4 separate regions of the Mus musculus genome follow, and all the other regions are linked to region 1. The links are chromatin contacts, called in public HiCAR-type and promoter capture Hi-C maps. All regions are on one chromosome and are shown on one strand. Each heading gives the region's core, a stretch centred on a gene start, on an enhancer-like site or on the middle of the called end of the contact. The rest is flanking DNA. Distances are from core to core; before and after follow the strand shown. Region 1 holds the start of Coro2a (coronin, actin binding protein 2A). Region 2 holds the start of Tex10 (testis expressed gene 10). Region 3 holds the start of Zbtb5 (zinc finger and BTB domain containing 5). Region 4 holds the start of Erp44 (endoplasmic reticulum protein 44).

What was found. Promoter capture Hi-C pulls out the DNA fragments that hold promoters and counts their contacts. HiCAR-type assays count read pairs that join an accessible place to other places. Capture Hi-C pulls out chosen DNA fragments and counts their contacts.
Region 2: a promoter capture Hi-C map of liver shows a contact between it and region 1, with 5 times the contacts expected there. The contact joins the promoter of Tex10 here to the promoter of Coro2a in region 1. A contact is called at or near these places in 3 of 39 promoter capture datasets (the 3T3-L1 cell line, liver and stem cell-derived epiblast-like cells) and 1 of 115 datasets of contacts at active chromatin or transcription factors (pancreatic cancer cells).
Region 3: a contact with region 1 is called in a promoter capture Hi-C map of adipose tissue, with 2.9 times the contacts expected there. The contact joins the promoter of Zbtb5 here to the promoter of Coro2a in region 1. A contact is called at or near these places in 4 of 39 promoter capture datasets (hippocampal neurons, liver and pre-B cells), 1 of 484 Hi-C or Micro-C datasets (B cells), 1 of 115 datasets of contacts at active chromatin or transcription factors (pancreatic cancer cells) and 1 of 9 other capture datasets (adipose tissue).
Region 4: a HiCAR-type map of astrocytes shows a contact between it and region 1, with 2.4 times the contacts expected there. The contact joins the promoter of Erp44 here to the promoter of Coro2a in region 1. A contact is called at or near these places in 1 of 39 promoter capture datasets (hippocampal neurons) and 1 of 115 datasets of contacts at active chromatin or transcription factors (astrocytes).

Annotation. Positions count from the first base shown.
Region 1 is chr4:46,598,167-46,604,547 of GRCm38.p6, forward strand. It overlaps Coro2a (coronin, actin binding protein 2A), which reads right to left and starts at 3,763. Exons shown (of 12, transcript NM_001164804.1): 1 at 3,651-3,763. It overlaps Tbc1d2 (TBC1 domain family, member 2), which reads right to left. Exons shown (of 13, transcript NM_198664.3): 13 at 6,224-6,381.
Region 2 is chr4:48,469,086-48,475,244 of GRCm38.p6, forward strand. It overlaps Tex10 (testis expressed gene 10), which reads right to left and starts at 4,378. Exons shown (of 15, transcript NM_001355740.1): 1 at 4,181-4,378; 2 at 799-987. The coding sequence starts at 978.
Region 3 is chr4:45,009,474-45,015,473 of GRCm38.p6, forward strand. It overlaps Zbtb5 (zinc finger and BTB domain containing 5), which reads right to left and starts at 2,939. Exons shown (of 2, transcript NM_173399.3): 1 at 2,751-2,939. 1700055D18Rik (RIKEN cDNA 1700055D18 gene) reads left to right here and starts at 3,337. Exons shown (of 1, transcript NR_166789.1): 1 at 3,337-4,878.
Region 4 is chr4:48,276,905-48,283,519 of GRCm38.p6, forward strand. Erp44 (endoplasmic reticulum protein 44) reads right to left here and starts at 2,685. Exons shown (of 12, transcript NM_029572.3): 1 at 2,480-2,685. The coding sequence starts at 2,536. It overlaps Invs (inversin), which reads left to right and starts at 2,856. Exons shown (of 17, transcript NM_010569.4): 1 at 2,856-3,071; 2 at 6,322-6,451. The coding sequence starts at 6,346.

The DNA.
Region 1 (6,381 bases), core at 2,513-5,012:
CTCTTTCCTGATTTCCTGCTCTTCTTAGCGCCGGCCCACCTTAGGGGCTTCTCACTGCCTCTCCCCACCCCCTCATGCCCCACAGTTCAGCCTTGTTTGGCCAAGTCACCCTCTCAGAGTCCCTAAGCCACCTACCTGCCTAGAATGGCTGTCCCCTTTTCTGTGGTCACATTCCTCCACTCCCTCCTGTTTGCTCTTTCTTTCTTCTGTCACCTTCTGCCTTCCCTATCAGACAGACTGCAAACTCCTTCCGGCCTATTCTCTGGTGAAGGCATTTGGTAAACACTGGGGGCGGCCTGGGGAGGAGGCCCGGAGTAGCAAGGGCTGATCAACAGTAGCCCCGTGGTTGTCATCACTGTTATTGATCAGGCTGCCCCTCAAGACTTCCTTACTTCGAATCTAATCACACCTACCACACCTCATGGCTCACTTACAGTAAGGAACCATAATAACATCTTTAGCTATATCTTTTTCTGCTTAGGTTGAACCACATGAATTCATTACTACTGCTATTATTATTATTTTAAAGGTTTGCTATAAGCCTTTCTGGAGTGGTTTAGGCTAATGCATAAGCAGCAGAAGGAATCCAGAGAGAGAGAGAGAGAGAGAGAGATCTTGGCCCTTTGGATGGAGTGGGAGTGCCAAGTGCCTCCTCACTGCCCTGAGGAAGAGCACACACACACACACACACACACACACACACACACACACACACACACACACACACACACACACACACACGACACTCCCCTCCCCTGCCCTCTGCATCAAAATGAAAACTGCAGCATCACCTGGGGTCTTCTCTTGCCTGGCAGAGAAGAGGGAACGCTCTCCAAGGTCTGATCCAGGGCTATTTGAAAAGAGCAAAAGCTTCAAGCAGGGTCTCTTGGGGGGATCTGGCCGCCCTCCCCAAGGGAATGCACTTATCTCTGGGGAAGGGAGGGAGGACAGCAGTTTCTGGATGTCCAGAGCACTCTGCTCCTCCTGTAGAAGGCTCCATTGCTGAGCTGTGCAGACTCAGTCACCATCGAGGCCACGCCCACTTCCCAGATGGAGAAACTGAGGTGGAAACCAGCAGGCCAGAGATCACAGAGGGGACAGGGTTTGTGTCTGCCACCCTGTCTCACGGTCTTTCCTCCAGACCACTTGGGCCATGTATGTGTGTGTGTGTGTGTGTGTGTGTGTGTGTGTATGTATTATCTTGCCGTTGCCTCTTAGCCTTTTTTTCAGTGTCCCAGAAGTCTCAGAATGTTTCTTCACTGTCAGGACACTCCAGGATAGCAGTAATACACCCGTGTCTCTCTAGTGACCTCCTCAGGGGTGAAGTCCCCGAAGGAGAGGCCTGGGAGCAAAGGGCAGGTAGATCCATTTCACAGACTTTTGTTTCTATGGTTACTCTACAAAATGACACACCTCAGGCAAAAGCTTGCAACCTTGCCAGCACGTTTTTTTTTTTTTTTTTTTTTTTTTTTTTTTGGTTTGTCGAGACAGGGTTTCTCTGTATAGCCCTGGCTGTCCTGGAACTCACTTTGTAGACCAGGCTGGCCTCGAACTCAGAAATCCGCCAGCTTCTGCCTCCCGAGTGCTGGGATTAAAGGCGTGCACCACCACCACCCGGCTACCAGCACGGTTTTTTTAACCTTCTATGTTTATATCCTGTTGCTTTTACGAAGCAATGAGACTGTTTCATTTATGATATGTTTTATGTCCCCACCCCCACCCCTTGGGTCTCATGTACCCCAGGCTATCCTTGATCTCCATTTGTAGCAGAGGATAGCCTGGCTTTGGTGGATGAATTCCCCATCCTCCAAGTGAATCTCCAAGTTCGGTCGATTCGGTTTTGGGGATGGAACTCTGCCGACTGAGCTGCACCCTAGCTGCTAAGCACCCCATTCTTGGAATTAGGATTCCTGGCTGGTTTGTTGTGTGGCCTTTACCAGGCACACCCCCTCCTGGGACAGGTGATTATATGCCCATAGAATACGAGCGTTGGATGAGATAGACGGTTTCTAGACTGCCCCTAGAATAAGGGCCTGGGATGAGATGGTTTCTAGAGACCCTTTCAGGTCAGAGAATCCACAACTCCACAGTACATTTTTAAAGTTCGGGATGACTTTGTAATAATCAGGACCTGCCTGCTCATGCGCCATCACTGTAGCCTCCCAGATCACAAACGTTCCCAATGACAGGGGACTCAGGTGGTACTTAGGCTTTCGAGCTGGCGCTGGGCTCTGGCAGCCACACTTATACTTAGTCTCCCTTTATGAGGGGATAATAACACTCATTTGCAGCGAAGCTCCAGGTTGGGGCCACAGGGCAAGGTCCCCTGCCACACTGCTTTGGCCCTGGCAACGCACAGCACCCTATGATGCCCACCCAGCCCTCTGCCTGTACACTTAGATGACGTAGGGCTCACTACCGGCGCTGGCCTGGGGAAAGGGAAGGGTCTCCTCTTTTAGCCTTAAGAAAGTCCTTGGGTGAGGGAGAGGGAGACAGGCGATCAGGAGGTGCTGAGCCTGTTCCTTAGTGGGGACAGATGTCAGGAAATGAGGCAGAAGTGTCCAGAGATGGGCTTAAGCCTTTCTCTCCCTCCACATCCCTCAAGAGATGTCTGGAGGCGAGGGACGTGTAAGGACACATTCCTGTGCTGAGGCACAGGTGGTTATGAACAAGTCCCTGGAGCATTCGCAGAAGAGCAGGCTCTGAGACAGAAGGGCCACATGCTAGCTAAGGGACACTATCAGGATTGCAGCCACAGTGGGACCAGATTCCCCAGTTTCGCTAGTGAGAGTCCCCATCTCGAGAAGAATGCAACATAAGACCTTCATCAAAAGGCATCTTATAGAACTTCCCAGCCCTACACCAGAGGTCTTTAAAGATCCTGGAGTCACTGCACCCCTAGATACATGCTCAGTCCCCCAACCCCCGGAGACACTGTTTTCCTGGCAAGTGGACTGAGGACCGAGTGTGGTAGTACCAACCCTGTCCCACCAGGCTGGTACGCAGAACTGGGCTCCGGCAGCTGGCCAGGGCGCGGACCAGGACGTCCTTCTCCATTGCCCGAATGCAGGTGGGTGTTTGCTCGGCTCGGGTCCAGGCAGGTCTGAGGCTGAGATCTGGCCATTGCCAGCGCGGGGCTCCTCCTCCAGCTCCAGGCGATGAGCCTGGTCTGGGTAGCAGACTGCTCGCCCCACCCGCGCGCCCAGGTCGCCTCGGCAGGGACTCAGGGATGCTTCCTCCTCCACCGTTTCCCGGGACTGGAAGCTGAGGCCCCCGCGGGTAACCCAGCCAGGACAGGAACAATCACGACTCGGGTCCACGGGGCACCTGGGCCACACCGGGGCCTGTCGAGACTGGCTGCCGCGCCCAGGGCGGGCCGCTCACCGCCGCAAGAGGCGCGGGCGGTAAGGACTGGCCCCTAACCTCTGGAGCGCGAACCTGGGGGTCGCTGCTCCTAGTCACCCACTGAGGGAGCGGCCGCACCAGTATCCCGATGGGGAAACTGAGGACTGGAGCGGGGCAGAGCTTTGTGTGAGATCGTGCGGGGGTCTGGAGGATAGGTCTCCGCGACGCCGGGGACAGCATCCCTCCCGCCACAGAGCCGCAGCCCGGGCGCAGCGAGCGTCCCGCCCGGCCCGGTCCCACCCTACCTTGTTGGCTGCCGCGCAGGTGGCGGCGGCGGCGGCTCCGGCTCCCGCTCCGCGCTTCGCGCCGCCCGCCGAGTCCCCGCGCCCAGTGCCGCCGCCTCCCCGCGCAGCCCGGCGGGCGGGACCGGGCCGGGCGGGGTCGGGGCGGGGCGGGACGGAGAGGCCCCGCCTGTGCGCCGCCCGTCGCCCGCAGCTCGGTTCCCGTCCCGCGTGCACACACTCTCGCCTCCGACACGCTCTCGCCGCAGGCTTTGGGTGGGACTCGGGTCCCGAACCTCAGTTTCCCCTTGCTGAGATGGAGACTGTCATCGCGCCTGCCTCCCAGATGGCTCGAAGCTGGATCCCGCAGCGAGCGCCGGGACCGCAGCTCTGCAGGCGGCGGGAGAACTGGAGAGCGGAGGGCGGCTGCGCATCCGGGAGATCCTTCCCACTGCTGCCATTAGGGGGCGCTGCGTCCAAGCCGCTCCCTCTTTCAGCCGGGTGCTCACTGAATATGGAAGATAGGACGTCATATCTTTCATAATAACCACGCCACACCACCTGTCTTGGAAAGTGTTCTTCGTGTCTTGTAGTGATGTGTTTGGTGGGGGGCGGGGGGGAGGAGGGAGACTAGCACTGTACCTGGCACAAAGTAGGTATTGTATATATTGTTAACTAAGAACACAATTTATTACATTTGATCTACCAACGCCTTCAATGTAGTCATAATACTCCCATTTCATAGACAAGAAGTTGAGACTTTAGCTGAGTTCTTGGTAGGCTCTATAACAAATTTAATGTGTGTGTGTGTATGATTTGTGATGGTGGGATTGAACATTAGGACCGTGCATATGCTTGCCAGGCAAGTATTCTACCTTTGAGCTACACTGTGAGACCTCTCCTCTTTTTCTGAAACAAGAGTTCACTAAATTGCTTAGGTTGGCTTTGAACTAGCCATCTTCCTCCCTCAGCCTCTAGGAGCTGGGATTGTAGGACTACACCACCACACTCAGCTCTGGTGAGTCCTTGATCACTTTAGAACAGCAGTCGCTAAAGCCTTCCTCTAGTTCCTGCTGAACCACAGGGCCCTGGGCCGGTTTTCTTCCTAGAGCTGTGGGTTTCCCACGTCTGAATTCCCCCTGCATCCCGCTTGGAGCTGCACTGGCAGAAGCACACAGCGCACAACCGCAGCAGTTGGACCTTTGCCCTCAAGGGTCCATGGTAATCTAAAACATTTTTGTCACTTTTTAACGAGTGTGTGTGTGTGTGTGTGTGTGTGTGTGTGTGTGTGCAAACTTTCAGAAGTTAGTTCTTTCCTTTCATCTTATTTCTGCAATGCTACATATTCCTGGCTGACTGTCCCTGAGCTATCGGGCAATATATCAGATGCCTCCCATCTCCAAGTAGGAGGGCTGCATTCAGCTTTTTACATGGTTCCTGGGGACAGGTCTCAGGCTGCCTGGCTCCTGAGACAGCACTATCACCCTCTTAGGCATTTTACCAGCCCATTTATTAATTTTTTTAAGGAGGGTCCCACATAGCCCAGGTCGGTCTTAGACTGTCTATGAACTAAGAAGAACCCATGAACTCATTCTCCTGTCTACCTCCTAAAGGCTGGGGCCACCATGCCAGGCCCACCACAGTGTTTCTGACTTGGCTTTACCCTGGAGCAGGCTGACTCATCTGGATGCCCCAACACAGTAAAGGCGGAGGCTAGGGTCTGGTGGTCCTCTCTCTCTCAGCATCATTCCCAAGCTCCCGCTCGCATCATCTCCTTTGGAAGGTCTCTTTCAAAATCATCTTAAAAGAAACTCTTTTTTCATGGTGCCAGGCCAGTTGTCTGTTGGGACAGGCTTGTTTGACAGGATTATCTGGGGGACTGTGGGCACGTGGACCCGTAAATCAGAGGGGAGACCTGGAACCTGGCATGCCTCTTCTGTGTCTGGGGAGGGGCTTTCCCTGTGTCCTCTTACCGGTTCCTAATCCTACCTCAGGTGTGGAAGGCAGCCCCTGACAACCCCTAAGTTACACACAAGGGGACACAGCCTACCAGGGCCTGCTCAGACACTATGGGGTCAGACACTATGGGACGTGTTGGGTTGGGAGACATCACTGATTGACTTTCTACTTGTCCTGTAGAATGTGGCCGTGTGTGTGTGTGTGTGTGTGTGTGTGTGTGTGTGTGTGTTGTACTGGGAGAAGATAGCCCCTGGGCAAGGGTCTATTTGGGATATAAGCTTGAACAAAGTAGTTTGGGGGCGTATCCCTCTCACATCCAGTCTTTGGGGTCTCTAGGCCCCTGTCCCTTTGTTCTCTGAGAAGGCCTGCTGGTCCAGGGGTGGGAGGGGTCGATCATGGAGTTCCATCTCTGTTCTGGGTAGGAAGGTGGGGCTGTGGCATCAGATCTTCCAGCCTCTGAAGCAGTGGCCCCTGGGGAAGGGGCAGCAGCTGTGGGGCGAGCAAGGAACCTGACACTAGGGGTAGGCCCCAGGCCCTGAGGGAGGGGCAGGCTCTGCCCCAGCAGCAGCCCAGAGAGTCTCAGGCTCGCCCGCACCCCTTGTTTGTTTCTGTTCCAGTTCAGGCAGCCCAGACACTCATCGTTTTTCTCTTATTTATTTGGTTTTTGAGACACTGTTTGGCTGTGTAGTCCAGTGTTGGAACTGCTGGGATCTGAAGTGTGTACCCCACACCTGACTCCCCCTTTTCTTTTCCTAGAGTTGACCCTGTGGGTATGCCCACAGGCAGTCACGGCCAG
Region 2 (6,159 bases), core at 3,128-5,627, 1.9 Mb after region 1:
TTGTTCAAGTATAAGTATTTCCAAATGTTGGCTAACTTTTCTAAGATCTGAAACACTTTCATATTTAAAATATCTTATCCTAATAAAAATATAATAGTTCTCTCTTCAGTTATTTTTTTTTTACATTAAACTACATACAGGTTTCGGAACACTATGATTTAAAGAGGCATTAATCAAGAGTTATTGCAGACCTACTAACTAATGCAAACATTGTAAGTGAATTTATCCTTTCCAGGCTTAACAAGATCTTTCTGCACACTTCCATACAGTGTGTTTCATTCAGAGGATGCTATCTGGTAATTTTATTCTCCCAAGATATATCTCATAATACATATACAGATATTCCGAAAATCTTATAAAATAGGAAATACAACACCATTCTTGTCCCAAGCTCTTTACTACAGACCAGTAATAAGTTATGTGCTACAATTACTTCAAAAACAACTACCCATATCTTACCTTAATCAGCTATAAGAACAGAAAAACTACCAAGAACTTGAAAAGAATAAACTAAATGCAAGAACTACTTCCAGATAACATACACTATGCCCTCACCCCCAAGTTTTCTATGAAACAATCAATATGGATTTGTTTAGTAAAACTTTCTGAAGTAGGAAAGACAATACCAAGATTAGAGACAGGCAATATACGAAACCTAAACACTGTATAACAATACACCATATGGCCCTAAGGCAAATCATTTACTTTAAGAGATTAAACAGCTTTTCACAAGAAATAACATTCTACATAATGTGAAAGAAAAAAATTCACATTATCAAAAAAAGAGTCACAGTTTACCTTTATGTTAAGCTTTCTATTGTTTGTCGGAAGTGTTCTATCCTCTTTAAGTTGTTCAGGCAAATGTATAGCCTTTGTCTTAAAGTTTGTAGCTGTAGCATTTTCTAACTTGGGCTTCTTTTTACCAACTTTTAGTTTTACTTTCTGAAAATCATCTTGGCGTTTCCTTTTTTTGGTCATTCTTTAATGCTGTCAGAAAGAATGGAGACAATGATTAAAGCAAGGATAAGCGGTAAAAAAATAAAAATATTGTTTTCCAATATTTCTATTACTCTAACACCTCAAACATCACCATGAATCATGCCATCAATAACAATGCCGAAGAATCAGAATAGACAACAGGCAAAAAACCATTAAAGCATGCAAGAATTAGTTTGGTTAAGAAATGCTGAAAACAAGTCATTAACAACAACAACAAAAAAAAAAAAAAAAGGAAAGAATCTTGTTCTTTAACAAAATTCTTTCTTTGCAAGGTTTTCTGAACCATATAAAATTGTCAATGTGCAGTGGTGGCACACGCCTTCAGTTCCAACACTTGGGAGGTACAGGCAGGCAGATTTCTGAGTTCGAGGCCAGCTTGGTCTACAGAGTGAGTTCCAGGACAGCCAGAGCTACACAGAGAAACCCTGTCTTACCAAAAAAAAGAAAAAAAAAGAAAAAAGAAATTGTCAGTGTGCTACACAGAAACCTGAAATTTTTTGGTGTTCTTTTTGTTTGGTTTGGTTTGGTTTTTTTCCCCACTCTGGAACATACCACAGGTACACTTCTGTTAGAAATGCACAGTACTCAGGATTTAACAAAGTGTGAAAATTTTGCTATTTTTAATGAAAGAGATAATTAGGTTAAGTTTCATGAATCAAAGCTAGATGCTACAAACCAATCAAACAACAAATCAAATCAAAACAGAACAGAACAGGTAGGACCCAAGCAGGCAGTAAGGAAGAATGAGTATCTTATGAGCAAGAAAGCCAGGTAAAGGTCAGGAGTGGGAACATGCCTGCTAAGGACAGAAATAAAGGCACATTTTCATCGTTATAGTCGTAAATAAAAAAACAAAAAAACAAAACAGTATCCACCCTCTGCACCCCTCCCCCACCCCAAAGGTAAGCAACAAGATAACAGGAAATGTGATTTAAGAGGAATAAGAAAAGGACTAGTCAGGCCACTAAGTAAACAACTCAAGCACAACCAGATCACCTTGTACTTTTCTTCATTCTCCATTACATTCTTTCACCTTCCATTCCAATTTTCTTGCTCACCAACCCTTTAATCTGCATGCTTCCTGCCCATTCCAAAGTCACTGGCTTTAAATAGTCCTTATTTCTACCCGATTACTACTCAAGCTTCCCACTGGTAAATGCTTTGTCTACACTGTCTCCTCTATGAGCCCCTGGCCATGGTCATCAGACAGCTTTCTACACACAGATGTGACAAGGACAGGGAGCTTTCCTTGCTCTTATTCTTTATAAATGGGGCACTCCCTAACCATGCCAAGGCACCAAGCCTCGGCAGGCACTCAGGTGGCTCCCACAACCCTCTCCAGCTTTTCTTAAAGCTCCTTTCACATTCTTCAAAAATAATAAATTCTGTCTTCCACTGCACACCCAGTTGAGCACTTCTGGTCTAACAGAATTACCTTAGGTCATAAAGTCATAATGCTACACATGGGAGATTTAAAAGTAAATAAATAAAAGTTTACAGTGCTGATAGAATGAATGGATGAATGAATGAATTCTGCTAAGACAGCATATCCAAATTCATAGATTTATGACCTTAGGACCCCTTAAGTAGAAGTTGCCTACTACACAAGAGGCTAAGAGCTGGCTTTAAAGGGAGCACAGTGCATTTGCCTGTGTCAATACTAGACCTGCAGAAAGACTGCTTGAGCTCAGGCACTTTGAGGAACCTGATCAATACAGCAAAATACCATCTCCATTTAAAAAAAAAAACTATTTCTAGAATCGGTGTGATTCTTATCCAAACATATTTTCTACTGTGGTTATGTATCTATAAGCCAAGGTACAGTTACCAGATTTTACCAGATTAAATAAGTAATTGCCCTGTCCATGCTTACCATACCCAGAGCTGTAAGCTGACAGTTGTTTCAAGCACACATGCATGTGTTAGTCAGCCTCAGGACCAACACCTACCAAACATACAAGCCTCACACACCCAGAAAGCCCCGGGACTCATCCCTTTTAATACAAAGCTGGTTTTTACCTATTAAGCAAGCATACTCTGTAAGTTTTTTCTTACAATTTTATCAGTAGTGTTTCCAGAGATAAAAGAAAACGGTTCACAAGAAAGAAAAATTGACCCTGTGACATCTTGCATTATCCTCTAGGCACTCTTTCACGTGTGATGATGGGTCGGTCGGTCTGTCTCTAGCAATCTACATCAGACCTCATTCTCAGTAAGTTGTGCCGTATCACTTCAAGTACACTCTCATCAGTCTGCTAGGAAAATTATGAGGGCTAATAACTTTTAAATCTCGACAATTATTTACAGAAACATACTGACAATTTTTTTCCCACTAGGAACTTGGTTAAAGTTCCATTAGATGCTGCTATTATTTCCATTTAAAGATTTTCGTAACACTGGAAGTCAAATAGCTCTACTAGACTAGACCACTTTTACAGCAGTAGATAGTACAAGGAAGCTAACTCCAGCCTCGGAGCCTGAGCTCTCACTGGACTTGATCACCTTTTTGGTAAGCTTGAAAACTCACATACACATACACATACACATACACATGCCTGCTGCAGGTCAGTCTTAATGCTAACCTGAGCGGAAGAAAGACTGCAACTTAAGCAGACTCCCAAGTAGTTTGCCCTGCGGCCAGCCCATTACCTTTCCTCCTTATTTCCAACTATTCCCGCTCTCCAAAAGAAAGGAAGAAATCAAGGAGAGAAAGTAAGCATTGCAGCAGTTGGCCTACGGTGATTCTCTCCAACCCTTCGCGTCTCCAAAGTTCCCCAAATTCGAGGGGGCAGAAAGAGAGGGTCCTCCGTCAAGGGGAGGGGGAGGAGGGCAGCGATCAGATCCGCCCGCCCGTTTTCGAGCTCGCACACCAAAAATGGAAACTCCGTTTGTCTTTTTTTTTTTTTTTCCCAAAGAAAAACCATGGTTCCTATACCTCAGTGGACGTCGAGTGGAGTCTCTGGCCCGACCCCCACACGCCGGCCTAACACCCGCCGAGCCTCCGAATCGGACCGCGGCCGCTTGAGGCGTTTCGGAAGCCCCTCGGCCGGCTCTCACGCTCGGGGTGGGGGGACAGCTAGGACCCCGGCCGCCCTACCCGCCGCCACAGTCCGTCCCTCCGCCTGGGCCTCGCGTGTCCGCGCCCCAGAAGAGCCGTGCAGGACAGACAGACGCCGCTCACCTGAGAGCCCGGACGGACCCGGAACGCGGAGACGCGGCGGAGAGCGAGCGACCGTCAAGCCCCGCAGGAGCACGCCGTGAACCGCCGGCCGCAGGCTTTCCGCTCGCTCCCAGAGCGTGTTTTCAAATCGCCTCGTCCTCACGCGGACGCGTCTCCTTCCGCCGCCCGGAAGTGGGGGCCCTCCCTCGCCGCGCTCACGTGACCGCAGGTCGCAATCGCGCGCAGCCGGAGGGCGGGTCCAGATTTGCACGCCACGCCCCCTCTAAGAGGGGCTGCGCCGGAAGCTGGAGGAAAGAGAGGAGGGTCTAGGGTCCAGCAAGCCGAGTCAGGTCTTCCAGCATCCTTGGCTTGGAGGATGTTGGCTGGTTACAGCTTGAAAGGCGGTCTTCTCCCCCCAAGGACTTCAGTTCTTCAAACCTGGAGCTAGAGAAAAGTATAAACTGAGCTTAATTGAGGAAGGAAAAAGTTTCGGACAGCAAAGATAGCATTTCTGGGAAGGGTAACCTGGACTAAAGGCAAATAGACAAATGCTAAGAGGTTACAAACTATACCTTGTGGCAGAGTCCCGGAAACCTAGGACAGGGTTTTCCCCAATTCAACATTTTCAGCATATAATTAACTTCTACTAATCAAAGTAAGTGGATTTAGAGAAATTTGAGACATTAAAATGCCTACAAAGAAGATGTGAAGAAAGAAATCTTGAAAACAAAACCATCTAAAGATTGACTTAGCCACATATAAGGAAAAGCATACAGATAGAGTGTCAGCCTAGAGTCAAATTTGTCTTTGCAGCTTCCTACATATAAGAACTAGAAAAGCCTAATACCTTATATTGAGGTTCAATATACGAAGTAGGGATAAAACGATAATAACTAAATTCAGGAGACCCAAGCATCAGAATTAAGGTCACACCTCCTCTGTGTTAATGAATAAAGAATAAAGCCAAAAAGCCACCACACAGACAACCTCCCCTCCCCCACCGCACCTGCCTTGGGAGTTGATGACATTATATGTAAAACTATAAAATAAAAAAAAAATTATAAAGGCTTATGCCACCTAGATATGCCCCCTAAACTCCAAAATGCTACCAGCTTATTCAGAACTTCTCCCTTCAGCTTTGCAATGTATATCTATCTCAGTATCAACAAGGACTAAAAGATAACTCTGCACATCCATTCTGAAATATTTTCCTACAACCTCTTCACCTTAAATAGCATCCCATCCTGCCAGTTACTCAAGCCAAACCTTAAAAGCTGGCATCTTTCTGAGACCATGTGGCTTCTAACCCAGGAGAAAAACCAGCTGGCTCTGACTTCCACTATTAATCACCATCTCCCTGGCTACCTTCAAGGTCCACATCACCCCGATCAGAGGAAAGAGCCGGGAACACATTTCTCTCCATCTTAGACCCCATACAGTCTAACATTTGCAGAGCAGTTCTCGGAATATTTTTTTATATATGGCAAAGCATGTCACTATAAAACTCTTCGGTGGTTCCCCATGTCACTTACCCCCCCAAATCTAGAGTCCTTCTGATGGCCTCAAATCCTACCATATTGGAACAGTCCTTTGCAGTCCTCTGAGCACTGTTTTGCTATGTTCCCTTTTCTCTCTGTTCCTGTGACCTTCACTTCTTTGCTCTCCTTAAATACAAGAGACGTGTACCCCTTTATCTTTCTAGTTAGACCTTTTCTTTATATTCCTATCTGCCTGAAGTACACAACCCAGTAAATCCACTGGACAAATTTCCCTCACTTGAATTTGCTCAAACATCTTCTACCTTCAAGGTATGCCTATCCTGGTGGCCTGAATTAAAAATCATAACATATTGTCCTACATATAGACATTTCCTTCCTCTGCTCAACATTTTTCTTTCTTAGGGTGTACCACCTTCTAATGTACTGTATAATTTACATACCGCTTACTACCTGTCCCCCTCACTCACCACTAAAATATATGTTTCATGTTGCACCTCTGTT
Region 3 (6,000 bases), core at 1,689-4,188, 1.6 Mb before region 1:
ACTTTTTAAACTTAAGTTTTAGAATTGAACTACTAGAACCATAACGTATTCAAGTATGATAGGAGATCAAAAGGAAAGTTATCTACAGATAAAATAAACTGGAATACTAAGATCCTATCATCTTTTCTATGTTACAATCAAGTCAGTACTCCAACATAATTCCTAGTCTGTTTGGGCCAGTAACAAAAGCTTTTGAAAACATTTCCTTCAGTTGTTGAGATCTTTTGGTGCCACTTCTAGGACTTTGGCATTTTTCACTGGGATCCGACCAGGAAGTAGGCTCAGATAAGAATATCAGAAACAGTGACCATGGGGCTTTGCTGACTGCTTTGCTTGATTACCACCTTGCGTGATCTCTTTGCTTACTACTTCGCTTTATTCCTTTGTCTTTGATCTAAGAACTGACCATGTGTCTGGATGAGCCTAGAATGATATAAAAGCAGGCTGGGAAAAAGATAAAGCCGCTTCAGCCTCGCCGACTGACTGAGCTGGCTTGGTCGTTCAGCTGCCTGCAAGTCTGTCTATGCACCATGTGCATGGGGAGGCCAGAAGAGGTGTGAGATCCCTTGGGACTGGAGTTACAAATGTGAGCTACCATGTGGGTGCTGGCATCAAAAGAAGACCAGGTACTGCCCTTAACCACTGAGCCATCTCTCCAGTTGCCATAATAAAAACTTTTTAGCCACAAGAACGATACCTAAAACCCCAAGGCATGCCCAGGAAACAGTAAGGAGCAGGAATTCTAAGCGTCTGGTCTTTAAGCATAGGAAGTCACCTTAGACAGACAGTGTGGTGCTGCTCGCACCCCATCCCACCTGCCACACCGAGGGAGTCAGCAGATAGCATCCCTGTTAATAAAGGGCAGGTGCAGTCAGCACACATGCTCACAACTAACACAAGGAAAACGCATTTACAGCTAATTTACATTCTGAGAAATCAGCTGAGTTGCAAGTTAACATGGAAGCTGTATTTTGGGTTCTTTTTTTCCCCCTTTCTTAGGAAAACTGGAGGCTGACTCAGGAGTCTATCAGCACGGAGGCACCGTCTGCCGCTCACTCAGCACAGGATTTTTAATAGGATGGAACTAATGTTAAGAACTTTAAATACTAAAAAGTGCATTTTGCTGTCCAAATAATTTTTTAAAAAATTCTAATTAAATTTAATTCTAATTGGATAGTCTAGAGTAGTCTCTTCTGAACACACTGACCCTTAAAATTAGGGAAACACCCCTTCTTTAAAATGCTTTTCCCCAAAATCTCATTACTCATCAATTCAGCAGAATTCTGCTGGAAACACATCTAGAATAAAAAACGGCCAGCACCCCAGCAGACAAAAAAAAAGTTTTGTTTTCACCCAACTTTTAGGGAAGGGGGAAAAAAAAGCAAATCTTCCGAAAACAGACTTCTCACAAAGTCCTACTTCCATTTACTTAGCAAAACCCCAGTGCCCAGAATGAGCCCTCGATCTATTGACCTTACCTGGCGGGTCACCAAGGCTGCAGCAGAGGCCAGCTCTGTCTCTCCTCTTCCCAAGCTCGCTGAGATTTCCAGAAGGGTTAAAGTGGCCTTCCTTTAGCTTGCAAGCTTTTCTCTTAACACTCTCTTTTGCCCATCTCCTTTCCCCTACCCAGTAAGCCTTTAGCTTACTGCCAACCACGAGACTTTTCAGAAAATGAAAGCAAAAATCTCTAGCAAACTAACGAAGTGCCCGGTCCACTTTTTAAAACCATATAAAGTACACATGTCATACAAAGACAAATCACGAACGAGTAAGGCACAGTATTCCCTTCAATCTCTAAAAACCTAAATGTATGTAAATTCAACTCAGCAGTACAAGAACATATTTTGGAAATGTTTTTCTTTCAGTCCTTGAAAATTGCGAATTTTATTAATTTTAATTACCTAGACTCAGATCACGCTACTAAGGTAATCAAGAGTCTTTGACCCAAAAATTTTCCTCCAAAAATAAAAATAACCAAAATGTGGTTCCTACAGTGTTCGCCACGATGCTCGGACGCAGACTGACCATAGTAAGTGGCACTTTAGAAAAACAAAACAAAGCAGAAACCCTTAAACCGCTCCCTTATTTCTACTGTTGTTTATGTGCTAAGCAGTCGGTCCTCCAGGGGAAGATGGGACCGCTGTCTCTTACCACCGCACCCCACAGCTCCTCGCACGAAGCCTGGAAGAAGTGGCCATTCAATAAATGCCTACTAAACACTTTTGTCTAACAAGTTGGGGCATTCCCAAACGCTGACTCCACCCCTGTCGTCGGCCGCTGGCTCCCGAATCCAGACAGCTTATGGCCTTGCTCTGATGAAACGAAACCTCATCGCTCAGGAGGACCCAGGGCAGGATCAAGAGAGCCACTCGCCTCCATCCCGCAGGGCAGCCGCTCCTCGGCTCATCCCGCTAGGATGCAGATCCCGAGCGCGGGTTCCCACAGCATCCCGAGAGGCTCCATGTCCAGCAGCAGATCTGCAGGGCACTAGTCCCTGCCCACCCCGCACCGACAGCCGGGCGTCGGGACACAGGGGACGCCTGCGCACAAGAACTGAGCTACCACCCTCCTGGCCCCACCGAGGCGAAGGGTAACAATACCCCTCAGCAGTAAGACAGGGTGGACAGGCGGCCCCGGAACGGCTGCGCGCTCCCCGATGCCTCGGCGCGCTCCCGGTGCACAACCGCCTGCACGTGAGCGCGCCCCGCGCGCGCGCGCCCAGGCCACTCTAGCTGATAGGGTCGCCTCACCTGAGCCGGGCTCCGCCCCCCTTCTCCTCGCAGGAGGAGGCGGTGGCCCTCCTCCGCTCGGACCGACCCTGAGGAAGGAGGCGGGAAGGTCCAGACTGGCTTCCCCGGCTGTGACTTCCGCCCGCCCCGCCCCTCGCTCCCGGCTCCTTCAGCCCGTTCGCGCGGTTCTTTGAGGACCCGGCGGAGGCCTACAGTAAACGGATGTGAGGTACCCATGTCACCGCCTCCACAGGCCTCCAATGGCCAATCATCAGGAGGGCGGGGCCACAGTAGGAGTGACGTTCTGAAAATCTGACCAATCCGCCATCCCAGGACCCCGGCTGTGTTTACTACCACAGCATCCGTGAGCGCTCTGACCAATCACAATTTGCCTTACAGCCCGTAAAACTGTTCTCAAAGATCTTTGAAGGCGGGACTTATCACTTAGCAACACCAGGTTTGGCCTGTAGAAAAGCTATTTTATGTCACGCCCAATCAGAACTCAGCATGAATAAGGAAAGCTAGTGTTTTCCGTCTACTTGAGCCAATCGCAATGACTACTGCCAGCCCTGAGTCCCTCCATTGGCTCGCGCTGACTGTGACCTGGAGTCTGAAGGACAGGTGACTTCCTCTCGCTGTGAGCTGGAGATTACTTCTAACTTGTAGGTTTGAGAAAAGATGTAAACGGAACCCCAAGAAGCCGAGTGAGACGAATGGCGAGCTTCACAATGAGTAGGAAATGCCGTCGGTCTAATGGTGGTTGGGTGGATCGTCGCCCGCATCGCGTCTCAGTTGCCCAGACGTCCAGCATAGCAACGGGAGGGTCGGAACTCAGTCCGACGTGTGCCCACCAAGCCATCAACTCCAGAATCAAGTTTACAGTCGCCACCACCTTAAAACTTCAGGGCTCAGCCCTCTTATCAATGCCGCAAAAGAGTCTGCTGGACCGGGTGGGAAAGAGGAAGGCCCGGCTGCCGCCTTGGCCTCTTGCGGTATACCACCGAGCAGTAAAATCAAGATTATGTGTTCTAGATAGCTTTCCTGTTACTTTGATAAAACTGAACAAAGCAGTTTGGAAGAGGAAGTGTTTACTGGGCTTATCACCATGGTTTCGGAAAGTCCTGGGAAGAATTCAAACAAACCGTAGACTAAAGCTACCTCCTGGCTTGGGCTCAGCTGTCCTTGTGCTCAGTTCACGCCTGCGTGAGAATGGACAGGCCACAAGGGATGAGCCCTACTAAGTCAATTAATAAGCAAGCAATCCCTTTTCCCAAGTGAAGGATAGTATAAAATTCTTAGTTGGTTCACAAGCTAATAGGGTTTCCTAGGGCTTCATCCATCCTTAGTTTGCACCAGTTCCCAACCCCAATAAACCCATATAAAAACCACACAATCCAGTTATAAATATAAGCTATGTACCTAGACTGGACAGCTCTAGCACTGTGCTAACTTATTCCCCAGCTGCGAGACCCTTTGCTATTTGCAGTTTCTCCTGGCCACGTGGTTCTGCTCCTCCTCTTCTTCAGTCCTCTCCCCTTCCCTTCTCCTCTCTACCTGTCCCTACTCTCCAAGACCTCCCACCTCTCCCCTCCCCTGCCCAATTACAGGCCTCAGCCTTTATTGACCAGTTAAAATGGGGAAGAGGATGCCCTCAATACCCTCCCCTTTCCCTCATCCCAGTTTCCTTTCCAGATTAACCCTTTAGCTCCTGACATTCTCTCCCTTTTCTACCATCCACTCCCACTACAAAATGTTTTTTAAGAGAGCATACAGAGCCGAATACAGTAGAATAATAATTACACAAAAATAGAACCTGGTGTGGTAGCTCACACATTTTATCCCAGTACTGGGAGGCAGAAGCAGATGGACCACTATGAGTTTGAGTTTGAGACCAGCCTGGTCTACACAATGTGTTACAGACCAAGCAGGATTATATAGTAAGACCCTGTTAAAGAAGAAAAAGTGCATATGCACAGAGATAAACCCAAGAGATGAAACAGAATGTTAGCAATGGCTCTCTTAAAGGGATGTGAGATTATGGGTTACTACAATTTTATTATCCATAGTTTCTGTGTTTTATACTAGTATACATCCAATATGTGTTATTTTGGTAATTGTTTTAATGATTTAATAAATGTCATGAAAATGAGAACACTTATATGTTTAACAAGATTTAATATAAAGCACTGATTCTTTTTTTTGTTGTTTTTGTTTTTGTTTTTTGAGACAGGGTTTCTCTGTATAGCCCTGGCTGTCCTGGAACTCACTTTGTAGACCAGGCTGGCCTCAAACTCAGAAATCTGCATGCTTCTGCCTCCCGAGTGCTGGGATCAAAGGCGTGTGCCACCACCGCCTAGCTCTTTGTTTTTATTTTAAATTTTTTTGCCATGTTTCATTTATTACTGTTATTGTTGTACGTGTGTGTATGTGCACATGTGCATGCATGCAGGTGCCTCAGCACATAGAGAAAAGCTTGCTGCAGTTGTTTCTGTCTCCGCTTTGATGTTTATAGGGGTTGAGCTCAGTTGCTAATCTTTCACAGCAAGTGCCTTTTCCCACGGAACCACCTCATTGGCCCCAATTCATCTTTTTATTAAAGAATATTGCAAGAATGTTGTGACTTAACATTAACAAAGTTAAAAGCATCAATTTAGCAAAGTCACCTTTGTTGTTCTCTGTTGTGAGTGTGGGTACACACCTATATCCTGACTATCAGCAGAAGAATGAAGGGGAGTTCTAGTTCTGAGTTAACCTGGGCTACTTGCTGAGTGTAAGGGTAGCCTTAAAATAAGAACCTATCAAAGAAAAGTTATTGTTTTGTTTACTGCTATTCCAAAGTTATCAAGAAGTATAAATATGTGGAAATGAACACAATCAGGCAAATACTAGGAAGCCAACATTCCACTGACCCATTAGAGGCCAGCCTGATCTATGGAGTGCATTGAGGCCAGCCAGGGACATATACCAAGACCCTGTCAGTAAATAACTAAATAAGAGCACATAGTGGTCTGTAGGGCGGGGAGTTGAGGATGGACTCTCTGCTCTGTGCAGCTTGCTGGCAGATTGGTACTGATGCATGTGGGACATCAGATCTAGGTATAGTGGTGTATGGCATCCCAGAGGATGAAAAAGAACTGTTTTTAAGTGTTGGTGTGTGAGAAACAACAGAGTGCTGGGAGGAGTTGTTGAAGCTGGTGAATGGAAAGCATAGGAGAAAGAAAAAGCGGAAGAAGAGGAAGAGAAGGGATTTTTGCAAGCCTCTGGCACAGGA
Region 4 (6,615 bases), core at 1,435-3,934, 1.7 Mb after region 1:
GCCCATGCAGGAAGGCTTTCAAGGCATACAGTGATGTAGTCTAGAATACTTTTTTTCCCCCTAGAATACTTTTGAGATAAGGGGAAAAAAATTGTCATTTGATTCCTGAAATTTAGTGTTATAACTTCAGCTATTATTTTATGATCCCTACATATTTAAGAAGGTCTTAGTAGGTCTTTAAAACTGAGGTAGAGTGCTTCTTACTATGGTAAGAGGATATATGGATGTTGAGAGCCAACCACTTAAGGGAAAAAATGATGACCTAAGCTAAACGGGAGCTGGAGTTTTCTATGTCTGCCTGTGAAAGGCATCAAGTTGAAGCCTGAAGGGAACTCAGAGGATTATTCATTAGACAGGTGGGATACTGAGTAAGCAGGTTCCGTCACTGTGACTGAATTAGCAGTCAGACAGGCTACACACTGTTGAGATTAAACCAATGCTCTATGAATATTTGCTAAGCTAGTTTAAGACGAGTTTAAAATGATTAGAACTAAGTAAGCAAATACTATGCTCACATGGGCGCTAACTTGACTTGTGCTTCTGGTTTATGAGAACTTCTGAGGCTTTGCTTTCAGACCATTCATCTTCACAGGAGTTCTCTGAAATGGCTTCTGGGCTTCTTCTGGTCCTATCATCTATCTTTGCTTGGAAAGACAAACACACAATGTGTTTTTAACTAGACTTTAGGAAAATGTAGGCTTTATTGGAGAAGAAATCTTCACTTAGGTATTTAACAGGGTTGATAAATTCTCTAGAAAAAGTCTGTGTTACTTAGAAATAAATGTCCTCATTCTGTTTGGTTTTGTTTGTTGGTTTTTGAGACAGGGTTTCTCTGTATAGCCTTGGCTGCCCTGGACCTCACTCTTCTTAAACTTAGCTCTAGTGACATTTTCCTACAGAAATGTTTCAATGTTTCAATTTCTTAAGAATGTTGATCTTTGAACTTCTCAGTCACCTAAAAATAATTTCTAACAGACAACTCTTTTTAAGGCTGAGGAAAAGATTAGTAATTAGTATCCTTAAGAAGTATATGGCCTCTTATTAATGCAACAGTTCTAGAAGGTGCCACAGTACATAATAACACACATACACACACACACACACAGAGAGAGAGAGAGAGAGAGAGAGAGAGAGAGAGGAGGGAGGGAGAGACAGAGAGACAGAGAGTGACAGAGACAGACAGAGAGAGAGAAGAGAGAGAGAGAGATCCTCTATATAGAAGTAATTTACTGCTATATACTTACAAGTGCTAAGAAGACATATGTGGCCTCGTTTATACACAACTGTAGCCTTCAGAACTATTTTCATTTCATTTAGTTTACACTACTTTATTTTGAAAAAAGCAGAGTATTATATATAGCTTTTTAAAAAATGGCTTTCAAGCCATAATGAGAATGAAAAGTATTTTAAGTGCAGACATTAAACTTTTTATGTGATACGGGGGAATACACACTACAAATTAAGAAATCTATTTCTAGACTCAGTTTCGCCTGTAACCAACTACACAGCTTCTTGCAAGTTAATTATTATTCTTAAGCTGTGAAGAAAGTAATTTATATTCAATGATGCTAATCTTAGCTTTCTAAGAATCTACCACAATTCAAGTATTCTCAAATGCTGTCATTACGGTCCAATTAAATTCCTCTCATGTTCACATATGGAGTTAGACCTTCAGTTTTTGTCTCAATTTGACCTTAAGAAGAGGCCAAGTAAGTTGCATACTCAAGATAGACTTCAGAAGAAGAACTGGGGGAAGATTCTTTTCTAAGATGGGATGGTGTTGGGCAGGCAGGGAAGTACCAAGCACCTAGGTATGCAGGAGAGCTGGTTATTCTCCAGTTCAGAGCACTGACCAAGATTTATGTATGCTTCTAGGGTGCAGAGGTTGCAACAAGGCTAGCAGGAGGCTCTAGCAGAGCCTGTCAGATAATCACATCCTCCACCTTTTCAAATTCCTATTCTCCCAGTCGACACCAAACCAGACTCCAGTTCCGGGTTTCCAACCAATCACATTAAGCCACAACAGAGGGCTTTGCCAGCCGGTTTCAAGGATCCAGAGAGAGATTCACACGACCCCAACACCTGTCGGCTTCTAACGCCCCTCCATGTGGGAGAAAACATTAGGTGTACCCTAGGTCCCTTAGGATTCTGGTGCCCCAAGCAGGTCCTCAACGTCCACAAAACTGAAACGAACTCCAGGGGCCTCAGCGGTGACCTCCCTCCCACGGATCACTCACTCCCCCCAAGGCGAATTCTCCTATTTGCAGGTTCCAAGCCCTGACTGTGCTTTCGCAGGCCTTGTGGACCGCAGGCTTAAGGAGCCAAAAGAACGGCCAAAGTGAAGGTAGTGCCCGGGGGTGCACGCCTCGCCAGCGGAGGAGAGTCGAGGCAAGCAGGGGGCTGCACCGTTCCCCCTCGCGGAGGGCGGGAGGCGTTCAGGGACACAGTCGGAGGGTTTGTCACCCCGACATACACTCACCAGGAGCAGCAAGGAGCATCTGAGGTCTGCTAAAGACAGGAAGACCGCAGGATTCATGGTAACGACGGGGTCGACGGCGGGGTCAGGAGGTGGCGGCTGGGACTGGACCGGGCTAGAAAAGGGCTGGGCTCCGGGGCCGGCGGCAGCGGCACCTCGTCCTCTCGACCCGGAGCTCCAGCGGCGAACACCCGGGACAACTTCCAGAGAGGCCTCTCACGCCCTCACTTCCGGGTCCTGCCCATCTCGAAGCACGTCGGGAAATGTAGTCCATACTGTAGTTTCATTGACCATGTCATCGGAGAGCTGGGACTCTCTTTCCCAGTAAGCCCTGTGCCCACGACGGCCAAGCCATCTGTGCGCGGGGCTCTTCGGGATTGGAAGGGACCGCGTACCTCTGTGCCTCCGGGACGGGAACTACAATTCCCAGAGGGCTGTGCAGCCTGGAGCCCCAGGCTACTTCTTCAGAGCTCCCGGGCTCTAGTGTCCTGGGGTCTGTTCCTGTGGGCGCAGTGGCCTGGCTTGGCGGTAGGGGCGGCCCCGTGAGGGTTGTGCCTCCTGGGGCGGCCCCGGGACGCCATTCTTGGAGTCAGGGGTGAGTAGGAAGCGGTCCAGCATCGGCGGCTCGGGTAGGATGGAGAGCACCGCCCCGGGCTGCTGCTGCGTTTTCTTGGCCCGCCTGATCTGAGGTGTGGCCTGAGCCTCCATCCCTGGCCTCCAAGCTGCTGCCTCTTCTTTCTGTGCTACTTCCTCCGTTATATAAGGAGAATCACCACTGGGGCTTCGGTCAATCACTTACCCAGGGTTGTTTCAGAGGGTCCGTGAAACGAAGAGAACAGGGATGGGAAAGCATGCTGTAAACTGTAAAGCGCAGTGCCCAAGTGGCCGTGACCACTTCTTACAGTACAATTACGAAGTAACCAAGTAATAAAGGATTTTAACTTGGTGTATGGTAGCTTTCCAGAATCTTCTGTGAACATCCAGCTAGATCCACGTGCCTGGAAAGTTAGCCACATCATCACTACTTAGGAGGCATTCTTCATTTGTGATTCTCCCTACTCCAGTTCTTTGCTTCAGCCTTCCTGCTGCCTGAAGTGGCCTTACCCTTTTTCTTTCTGGCTTGCCATCTCAAGTGTCACCACTTCTGACATTTGATTCCCCTGACATCTGTCACAGTCACCAAATCTTTCTTCCTAAGCAGAATTTCTTTTTTCTGTGTGTGAGCTCAGCACCACTACGTTTGCATAGCAGTAATTAGAGTGTTTATTGCACAGGCTTATTTTATAATTATTTAATGATGATGATACATTTTAAAGCACTAACAAAGTGGCTTTGATTTCTTTCTATAAAAAATTATTTATTGGGGTGGGGACAACAAGGAAATGAGCATCTCTGCTAAAGGAGAAGAAGGAGGAGGAGGAAGAGGAGGAGGAGGAGAAAGAAGAAGAAGAAGAAGAAGAAGAAGAAGAAGAAGAAGAAGAAGAAGAAGAAGAAAATGATGAAGAACTAGCAACAGCACCTAGAGGAATGGCTTTCCCAGGGAGACAAAATTAAAGTGTAGTGGAGCCAATACTTAAACCCACTATTTCCTAAGGCAGTGGCCTTATCAATGTAACATTCATCATGTTCTCTGACCAAACCCAAGTTTCATTAAAATAAGAAATTGATAAACAGTAGGATTGGTTATGGTGGTATATGCTTGTCCTCCCAGCACTTGAGAGGTTGAGATGGAAGGATCAGGAGTTTAAGGCCAGTGTGGGCTACATAATAAATTCCCAGGCAACCTAGTCTTTGAATTTCAAGACCCTATCTTTCAAAAAATAAAGGGAGAGAAAAGAAAGAAAAGAAAGGAAGGAAGAAAAGAACAGAACTCATTATTCCCTGAAGCTAAACTTTGGTCTGATTTACCCTTTGGACTTGAGACTCACCCATGACATTTCATAGCTTTCACTTAGCACCAGCTGAATACCTATTACTGTGCTGACTGCTAGAATTGTGGTTAAGCAATATAATTATTAAAGAAATAGAAATAACTATTTTAACATTTTTCAAAGTAGCAAGTAAGGTTTTTTTGTGGTCTAGCAGGCCTAAAACTCTGTTCACGTTGGATCCACAATGATGTTTTAGAATTCAGAACAGTACCTAGAATAGTTGGCACTCTACTTGTTAAATAAACAGTTAACCGTTTTAATTTTTCATATTTACTAAGATCTAAAGACACTCTGTGATCATTAACACAACTGAGCCAGGAACTCAAATGTAGTCTACTTTCACTTCACTCATTGTTTTGTAGTCTCTCAAGTGATTTTGCTACAATCCTACATGACACTCTTCGTTCTACCATGTCAGACATGCTCAGACAAAACAGAAGTGGCTCCCAACACTTCTGGTTTTTTGTTTTTTTTTTTTTTTGCCAGATGTTTACTAACATTGTCAGCAAATTAAATGAAAAGCTAACCTTTACTATAATTTACTATTTTCTAAATTAGAACAATTCAATAATCCTTGTCAGTTTCGAAAGAACTACGTCAGAAACATATGCAAGCATGTTTAAGGCTTTCTACAATGTCAGATTTTAGTAAATGACAATAAAATCACAAAGTATAATGGTTCCAATGGTAGCCTTTTGCTAGCTAATCCCACCTACTTTGGTAATCTGGCCAGGGCATATGTAGTTTGTTTTTTTTTTTATTCTGATCTCAATTACTATTATTAACTCTCATATCAAAATGGCACACAGTAAATATGCAGATATGTGGTTTATAGAATGAATACAATGTAAAGAAGCTATGACAGTGCAAGCTCAGGAGTGGGCTGATCAAAAATTCAAGCATATTCTGTCTTGATAAGTAACAACCCTAAAACAGTTTTAGAGCAAGCCGTTGGCTGTTCAAATCAGACCACAAGAGAGTCAGGGTAGAGGGCAAAGATGTAGTTGGCTGCAGAAACAAGAGGACAGAACCAGATTAGAAGAGGAATAGTGGATTTGGGTCCAGACAGGCTCATAGGTGGATGGGCAGATAGCAGTCAAGTAGGCCAAGTCAAACACCCAGGGACCCAGCTGACCCTCAAGGAAAGCTAAGAACTGTGCTTGCCAGTCCTTAGTGCACACATCCACTAGAACTCAGAAGATAGTCTGGTGGGGGGTCATTGCCCCTGCGTTGCTGGGTGTCTTCCACCCCATGGTTAGGAAGTTACAACCCACCCTTGGTCTGACATGTCCAGTAAGTGGCTTCCTTGGTATGATTTTAATATGCTCATATCCTCCCATGGTCTCAGTATACCTTGAAAAGTGTATAGGATGCCGCCCTCTCTGTTCTCAGGAGTAAGTCATTGATCAGTCTGTGCTTCAGTGGTAGCTGGGCAGGAGTTAGTGTTTTACTTCCATCCAAGAGCACAGTCATCATCTACCCTCAAAACAGAGTTCAAAAGCAGCTAATAAAGTGGAGTGTCTCAGGACCAGGCACAGGCCGAAAACCCTCCATTTTACTCAATATGGAGTAACTTAAAGCAGGACGCTGGCTAACCTCAACAAGTATTGTATGGAATCATATGACCTTCGAATGTATTAATCTTAGAAGTCAATGTGACTTTTAAACTCTATGCCTAATGGAAATGTCATCTTTTCTCATTCCTTGAGAAAGATCTCTAAAGAGCCCAATTTTCTAATCTATAGTTAAGCAAGTTGTACAGAAGCCATCCAATTTGCCATGTCAGCAGTTGTAGAAGTAGGAGTGAGTTTTTAAGTCCTATTTAAATATCTATAATAAATCATATTTGGCACTCACAAGACAGGTTTGAGAAGTATTTCTGCTTGTACTCACTGTACTCAATTTCTGTTTCAGGTCACTAGGATTGTGGAGAAAACTATGAACATATCCGAGGATGTACTCTCTACGGGGTCCTCATTAGCATCTCAGGTTCATGCCGCTGCAGTTAATGGAGATAAAGGTGCCCTTCAGAGACTCATTGTTGGTAAGCAGTCCCCTGTAAACTTAGATGCTGTGTCTGACTGGAGAAATGGTTTATTTGGTAAAGTTGTCTGCCGCACAAGCATGAGGACCTGAGCTGAGAAGCCAGTGTGGTATATCTGTAATGCCAATTCTGATGTGAGGCAGACAGGAGGATCTTTACAACTC